Linked DNA regions of Gossypium hirsutum: all the other regions are linked to region 3. A link is a contact called in public Hi-C data. All regions are on one chromosome and are shown on one strand. The core of a region is the stretch at or near the end of the contact, and the rest is flanking DNA. Distances in the headings are between cores, read along the strand shown.

Region 1 (2,700 bases), core at 29-2,528, 140 kb before region 3:
TGTTAAAGTAAATGCCAGCTCTAGTTATTTATACAGGGTTCAAAGACAAGATCCTGGGTTAAATGGAAAGGTGAAAATGAAAGGACAAAAGGAGCTTTACTTTCTGTTCATACGCATTTACAAAATCTCACTTTCAATAACTTGCGTGAGAATACACATCTGACCCACATAATATCAGAGACAAACCCAATGTCAGAGCTTTCCTGCCACGAATGCTGCTCGTTCTTCATCTCACCCACATTTCTGACTCAGATGAACATTATATACATGAAAATTTCCCTTTCCAACGCTACCATAAAAGCAACAATAAAACATAAACAAAAAGTAATCCTGAATGTTATTTCAGTGTATGCTAGATTCTAATGTCGACTAAAGGCCCTTAACCAACAATTGCATTTCAAGGACTCCTCAGGGTTGCTAAAACCGCAAAAGATGATTCCGAAATTTGGAACCTTGACTGGGAAGGTCCAAAGGCACAGTCTCATAATGCCACAACACTATAGATACTTCTATTTCAATCCCTTATTCATCTACCATTAAAGTAACTGCAATCATTCATACAAATGGCAAGGCACGTGCTAAATTATTAGTGGAAAGACTAAATAAGTAAAGAAACAAAAAACCCAAACTTTTAGCTCATCCTCTATTAGAAATGGTAGTTTGTAATAATAATAGGGTTATGCCTGTAAACCTTGATTAGCCCCAACAGATGCATGCTTTATGTTTAATTCAATAGAAAAGGGGATACATTCTCTAATTTTCGCTCCTCAGCATTCTCTTTGCATCTTATTAAGGCATTTATTTTGGATTACTAAATTACTTTTCCCCTAATTTTACAAGAGGCTTTCCATTTTTCATGCAATTTTCTTTTACTTCTTCATTAACCCAATCAAAATCTCAATTTTTTAAATTTGAAATAAACAATAAGGAAATGAAAGTGTCAACCAAGGACTCACCAATAAATAAACAAAGGAAATGAGAAAGTACCGCTAATGAAGAGCTTGGGGGAAGTGAGAGTCGAATTCAGACGAATCGCAGCGAACCGAGAAGAAAGAGTGGAAGGCACGGTGAAGACGCGGCGGAGCCTGGAAGCCAAAGCCATCGGAACGGAGACGATAGAGCCGACGGCCGTTGAAAAAAAAGGAGCCAAACTAAGTTAGGTTAGGGTTTAAGGGTTTATATAGGAGGAGTTTAAAATGTTGAAAGAAGGGTAAACCCCCCGCAAAGACGTGACGGTTTTCCAAGTTTGGAGTAATAATAAACTAATTTTATTTCTAACATTTTTATAATATAGAGGAAATAAAACAATTATATATAATAAAATTCTTTAAGGATAAACATTCTTCCAATGACTAAATAACATAAATACTTTATAACTAATTTATACTTTATAAATTAGGATAAATATTATTGCAATGACAAATTTTCACTTTTTTGTTTTGCTTAAAATGAATGATTATATATTTTAATATTAAAATAAATTCTTTATAAATAACAAAACAATTGGAAATTTCAAAATAAAATTATCTTTTAACTTTAATTAGATAAAATTATCTTTCTTTCATCTTTTTAGGCCTTATTTGACAATTTTATTTTTTTTTCAATTACACATAAACTCTCAATTAACATATTTATCTAAAAAATAATTTGTAAAATCTATAATTATAAATATTTATTAAAAATATAATTAAACTTTAAATTAATTTAAGAATATAATAAAATGTTTTAAAGTTTAAACAACAATAATAATAGAAAAAAGAATACAATACATAATAAGTAAAAAAGGATGAACACTTAAATTCTTGAAAGTTTTCACAAAAATAATAAATAAATAATGAATTCGTGAGAGATTGACACTGAAATTGGATTTAAGTTATTTTTTATTCAATTATAAAATATATAAAATGATAAAGAATTTAGAAATAATAAGTTTTGTTTTGAGTTTTAAATGAGTTTATATATTAGACTTATATGTAAAAAAAATATTGAACCTTTTTTTGAAAATTTTAAATCATTTTTATTTTTAAACTTTTCGGTGTCTAATGAAATAAACCGAAACCAAACTAAATTGATGCGATCCGATAACATCATTTAACTAAAACCAAACTGAACTATAAAAATTCGAACCAAACTAAATTACTGGTTGAACTTGATTTCTCGATTTAAAATTATTTTTTTACTCAGCCCTAAATTGAACATTCAATTTCAATCGGCTAGATAGAAACGTGAACAAATGAAATATACAATTAATTGTATAAGCTTATAAGCGTACGATTAATTTGATAATTCATTAAATTAAGTTTTTACTTAAACGAAATGAAATCACGTGTATTTAATTATGAGCGTAATCCAATAAATTATATAATTATTAATTCAATTAAATTCAACTTTGCATAAATATAATGAATGAATTATATTAATCTTAATCATGCAACCAACTTAACCGAATGGATTGTATAATTAATAATGTAACTGTTTTTTAGTTGAATCCAACTATGTATAAATGTAACATAAATGAGTTATACTATTAATCATACAATCATAATTTGTACATTTAATGATCCAATCAAATTGTTTACGTACAAGTGCAATGATATTATGTGCATACAGATTTTCCTAAATATGAACATAATAGAATTATTAAATCAGAATCAATTTATGTATGAATTTAATGACATCATGACATACAAGTAATTTTAA
Region 2 (2,700 bases), core at 84-2,583, 220 kb before region 3:
TTTAAAAATCCTAATCCAATTGCTGACTACATTAGTATTTTCTGTCAAAATTTGACATCATCTATAGACCCATGCAACAACTTCAGAAGCAAATTATTATTAAGTATACCTCATAGTATGCAAATGTTTACAGAAAATACTAAAGTTGTCAACAATTTGGCTCAAATTTTCAAATTTAAGAAGTTTAGAGGATTTAATTTCTAACTTACAATAACTAACTCTCAAAATTTGCCAAAGTATTTGGACTGATGAAATGCTCTGACCATTAAAAAACAGTTTCCTGCTGCAAATGAACATGCTACGACGCAATGATACTCAAAATCAGTAGCACCGATAGAGAGAATATTCCCATGGCGATAAGCTATATCAAGACAGAATACATTATCAAATATAAGCTAAAAGACAATACCAAAAATACCATTAGCATATATTCACCATATAAGGCACTATAAGAGACTTTTTCTTTTCGAATCAACATCGCTTAACGGAAAAAATATCGTATCAAAATCATCTGTAAAATTAAAATCAAGTTTAATCTAAGCAAAGATCTTGAAATGCAAATGACAATCTCACATTTTGGTTTTCCATATTTAGGAAATAAAAATGAATAAATACTTAAAAATAACACAAACAATTGTCACAAAAATGTAGATTTAATGAGTAGATCCAATTTCAGAGCAAATACATACGTATAACTATCAAGAGAGAAAATGAATAAATAAATAGTTACCGCTGTCGCCGATTAAAAGGAGCTTGATGAGGTAGTCGTAATCAGCTCGAGCTCTTGCAGGTGGAGCAGCCATGGAAATAGAAGAAATTTATCGAAAACAAACCCTACAAAAAAGAAAAGAAAAGAAAGGAAAAGCTGAGACGTTAATAATCAACGAAAAAAAAGGTAAAAAATAAATAGAAATGAATGTTTTAAAATTGATTCGGTGAATTGAACGGAAAGCAGTACCGGATCTGGTGAAAGGAGATGAGAGGAATGAGGAGGGAAGCGCCTCTGGTACGTCAGCACCGGTCGGCCATTGAAGAAAACCTTTCTTTTAGAGAAAGAGAGAAAAAGGAAAAGAAAATTGAAAAGAAAGTATATTCAAGAAATAAGTTTTGGATTCGACTCCTAACCGTTGGATTAATATTGGGTGATGAGATATGGGTGGATCCAACGGACGGTTTTTTATTTTTTAATTCGTCAACGGACAGAAAATAGGTGATCGAAGATAACGACTAGGCTTTCTTAAAGCTGGTAGTTAAACGGCACCGATTAGTCGGAGATAGATGCGCTGGATTTTGGCATCTAACACCGAGGATGATGCAGGACTCTAATTAATGTACCTACATTTTATTTAGGGCAATGATTTTTCTCTTTAAGAATCATTATTACCATTATAAATTCAACCCATATTTTAGGGTTTATGTATGGAGAGATATTTCTAATTATATATTTTAATTTTAGTTAATCAAATGTAATTATTTTATTTGTGATTGTATGTATAATTATTTTTTTTAAATATATTAAATAAAACTAATCTAGATTTCGATTGGAATATAAACAATAGCCTAATGTTCCATTTATAATTTTAAAAGGTTGAGCATAATATTTTATTTGCCTGCTTTATAGGAAGTCACCAACAGAAGCCAAATACATAAAAACTGCTAATTAACTTGCTCTTATATTAACCCTACTCATCCACTTAGATGCGTAATTTTATGTGCATATCTTTTATACGTAATTTTATCTGCTGGTGCTTAAAGGATATTTATTACACACAGTGGCAGGCCAGTATAAAAAAAAATTTCCATTTAGATTTTCTTATAATTTATAAAATTTTAAATTAATAATAGCACTCTTCAAAAATATAAAAAAATTAATTTAATCTTCTAAAAATTATAAAGATATAATTTATAATATATAAAATTTTAAATTAATAATAATAAAATTGTACTTTAAACTCTTTAAAAATATTAAAAAATTAATTTAATATTTTAAAAATTATAAATATATAAATTATTAAAATAATAAAATTATATTTGTACAATTTAATTTGGACTCCTAAAAGAATTTTTAGTTCCCACACTTGATTACACATGGTTGGAAGTTTGTAATAAAAATAAGATGCGAAGTGATAAATAAAAAGTATAATAATAATGTTGGTGGCAGGCTACCAGAAATAGTATAACTGAACCGAGGATAGTGAAGAATATATGGTTAGTGGTGGGTATGGTAAATAAATATAATGGACAGGAATATGAAGTCAGTATAGGCATGAGGAAGTATTATATGTAGAAAATCCAATCCACCGGTAGGGGTTGAATACTATGACTCAAATTATTTAAAATGTAAAACAATTTTATTTGTTAATCAAATCGAAAAGAAATTTTAAAAATATTTTGACTAATTCGGTCGGTTAATCGAAATTTATATGTTTTTGTCTTTTGATTAAAAATATATAAAACATATAAAAAAATTTATTACTAATATCTATTTTATTTTTTTTAATTGTTCAAAAAATATATTATATACAATATATATTATTTATTTTGATTAATATAAAAGATAATAGTTCAATAAATACATTGCTAATATAAAAATATATATTATATATATTTATTTCGGTTAATATCCGATTCGAACCAATTTAAACAATAATTTAAATTTAAAAAAATCATTAATCGACCTCCAATCAAACTATATTCGAC
Region 3 (2,700 bases), core at 105-2,604:
TTCATTTTTCTACTATGTAGGTCTTTATCTGCTGGGCCTTGTTTCTGTTTTGGATTTAACCGACATTTGTTGGACTTTCTCTTTTGTTCTAGGATTGTTTTAGTATTTCTATAAAATCCAGTCTGTTTATTCAAAAAAAATTATTTCAACTAAATTCAACCATTATCATTCCTACCAACAACTAAAAACTAAGTTTAATTCTAATCTAATTCACCAAATTTTAGGTAGTATTTAGAAAATTATCTAGTAATTGAATTTGGGTGTAATTATTTGTAATTACACATGAACGATATGTTTGGGTAACCATTGTAATTAGTGGATCCCATTGAATTGGGTGTAATTGGAGCTCCAATTACACTTTTCAATTCTTAGGGAGAGAATGAGAATGAGATTAATTACCTAGATAATTATATCCAAATTCAATTATCCTATGACTTTCTAAACACTTATACATGATTTAACTTTAAGAAATTATTTTTTATACAAGTTTAAGTTATAAAAATTATATTATAAGTATGAACATGTATAAGTGTTTAGGATGGTTATGACAAAAAATTTCTAAAATTGTATTATAAACATTAAAAGTTTATATGATAAAAATAATTCATGTTCATTTTATAAAATTATAATAAAAAATATATTATTTAAATCCTAAAACATTTCTAAAGTTATGACAAAAAAAGTATATTGTAAAACATGTTATAAAAGTGTTATAAAAAGTGTTACAATATATATATTTACATGTTTATTTTTTTATTATTTTTATTAGTAAGTGTATTATCGACTATTTTATTAGACTAATATAATACATATGATTATTTAATTTTATTTTTTGTTACTCATTTAATGAAAAAAACTATTCTATTAATAGTTTTTATAATAATTAATATTATTTTTAATATATTTAATTGTATATTACAAATTGTACAACCAAACGTGATATAAAAAATTATGATGTAACTATACTCTGTTAGCCAAATTTATTTAGAGAATTACAATTCTTTATAATTACATTATAATATAATTATTACTGCACTTTTTGTAGAAATAGAATTCAGGTGAAACTGCAAGCAACATATCCAAATTTAAACTTCTAAATAAGAATTAGGCAATCATACTCTTTTTTTTTTTTTATTAAGCTGGGTTTTCAAATAAAACTAAGAGTTGAGTGAAATAACGATAATCAACTCTGCCTTCTTTCTTTTATCTTCCCCACAAGATGGGCCAAAACTTGCCATTGGCGGATTAATGCTGAGAGACTGAAATGGGTTTTCTTTTTATTGTTGGGCCAGACACTAAAATGCTAAACTCCGATAAAACGACGTCGCTCTTGTTTCCTCTCTCTGTCTGTCCGTCTTTCCGGTTTTAAAGGATTACTTTGTCAGACCGACGCACCTGAAGCATGGAATGACCCTAAATATCTCTAATCTTTCCCACACTTAGTCGCTCGTTGCTTTGCTGAATGCTAAGCTGAATCTCTCTCTTCCTTAGCACAAAACATATATAATTCAAGGGGAAAAAGAAAACACACATGTCTTCCTCTACATGTTTCAAATGCTACCCTTGGTCTTACTCTCCTTTCCCTTTCTTCCAAAAACCCACTTCACCTTTCTCCTCCATCTCCTTCTCATCTACTCAACCAAACCAAACCCAATTCCCTCTCTCCCACGACTTCACTCCAACTCAACTCCTCCACACCCTCCGCCGCCAAAACGACGAGTCCTCTGCTCTTCGCTTATTCGATTGGGCCTCTAAGCAACCCAATTTCACCCCCAACTTATCCATCTACGAGGAACTCCTCACCAAGCTTGGAAAACTCGGCTCCTTCGATTCCATAAAGCTTATTTTACAACAAGTGAAGCACTCCGGTTGTGAGCTTCGTACAGGTACTTTCTTAATTCTTATCGAAAGTTATGCCGAGTTCGGTTTGTACGATGAAATTCTCCATGTTGTTGAGCTGATGGAAGGTGAGTTCGGGTTAAAAGCCGACACCCATTTTTATAATTTCTTGTTGAATGTTCTGGTGGATGGGAACAAGTTAAAGTTGGTAGAAATTGCTCATGATGGGATGGTTAGTAGAGGGATTAAGCCTGATGTTTCTACTTTCAACATATTGATTAAGGCTTTGTGTAGTGCGCATCAAATTAGGCCGGCCATTTTGATGATGGAAGAAATGCCTAGTTATGGTTTAGCCCCTGATGAGAAAACGTTTACCACCATAATTCAAGGGTTTATTGATGAAGGTAATATGGATGGCGCTTTGAGGTTTAGGGGACAAATGGTGGAGGCTGGTTGTCCGATTACTAATGTGACCGTGAATGTTTTAGTACACGGGTTTTGTAAGGAAGGTAGGGTTGAGGAAGCCTTGGATTTTATACAAGAGATGTCGGAGAATGACGGGTTTTACCCAGATCAGTTCACCTTCAATACGTTGGTGAATGGTTTGTGTAAGGCAGGTTTTGTTGAACATGCTTTGGAAATCATGGATGTGATGCTTCGAGAAGGGTTTGATCCAGATGTATTCACATACAACTCTTTAATTTCGGGATTGTGTAAAATTGGTGAGATTGAGGAGGCAGTGGAGGTTTTAGACCAAATGGTTTCGAGGGATTGTTCACCTAACACTGTTACTTATAATACTTTGATTAGCACCCTTTGTAAGGAGAACCAAATTGAAGAGGCCACTGAGCTTGCACGTGT

Evidence for each region. A called contact is a pair of places that touch in the nucleus more often than the background predicts.
Region 1: a contact with region 3 is called in a Hi-C map of leaf, with 2.5 times the contacts expected there. The contact joins the promoter of LOC107899291 here to the promoter of LOC107899292 in region 3. A contact is called at or near these places in 12 of 34 Hi-C or Micro-C datasets (anther, callus, hypocotyl and 3 more).
Region 2: a contact with region 3 is called in a Hi-C map of leaf, with 2.2 times the contacts expected there. The contact joins the promoter of LOC107899284 here to the promoter of LOC107899292 in region 3. A contact is called at or near these places in 9 of 34 Hi-C or Micro-C datasets (callus, hypocotyl, leaf and 1 more).

The regions. Positions count from the first base shown.
Region 1 is chrD04:44,127,300-44,129,999 of Gossypium_hirsutum_v2.1, forward strand. LOC107899291 (organelle RRM domain-containing protein 2, mitochondrial) reads right to left here and starts at 1,279. Exons shown (of 2, transcript XR_005912050.1): 1 at 957-1,279.
Region 2 is chrD04:44,049,442-44,052,141 of Gossypium_hirsutum_v2.1, forward strand. It overlaps LOC107899284 (ras-related protein RABE1a), which reads right to left and starts at 1,334. Exons shown (of 9, transcript XM_041091217.1): 1 at 959-1,334; 2 at 731-834. The coding sequence starts at 803.
Region 3 is chrD04:44,264,793-44,267,492 of Gossypium_hirsutum_v2.1, forward strand. It overlaps LOC107899292 (pentatricopeptide repeat-containing protein At3g53700, chloroplastic), which reads left to right and starts at 1,355. Exons shown (of 1, transcript XM_016824960.2): 1 at 1,355-2,700. The coding sequence starts at 1,532.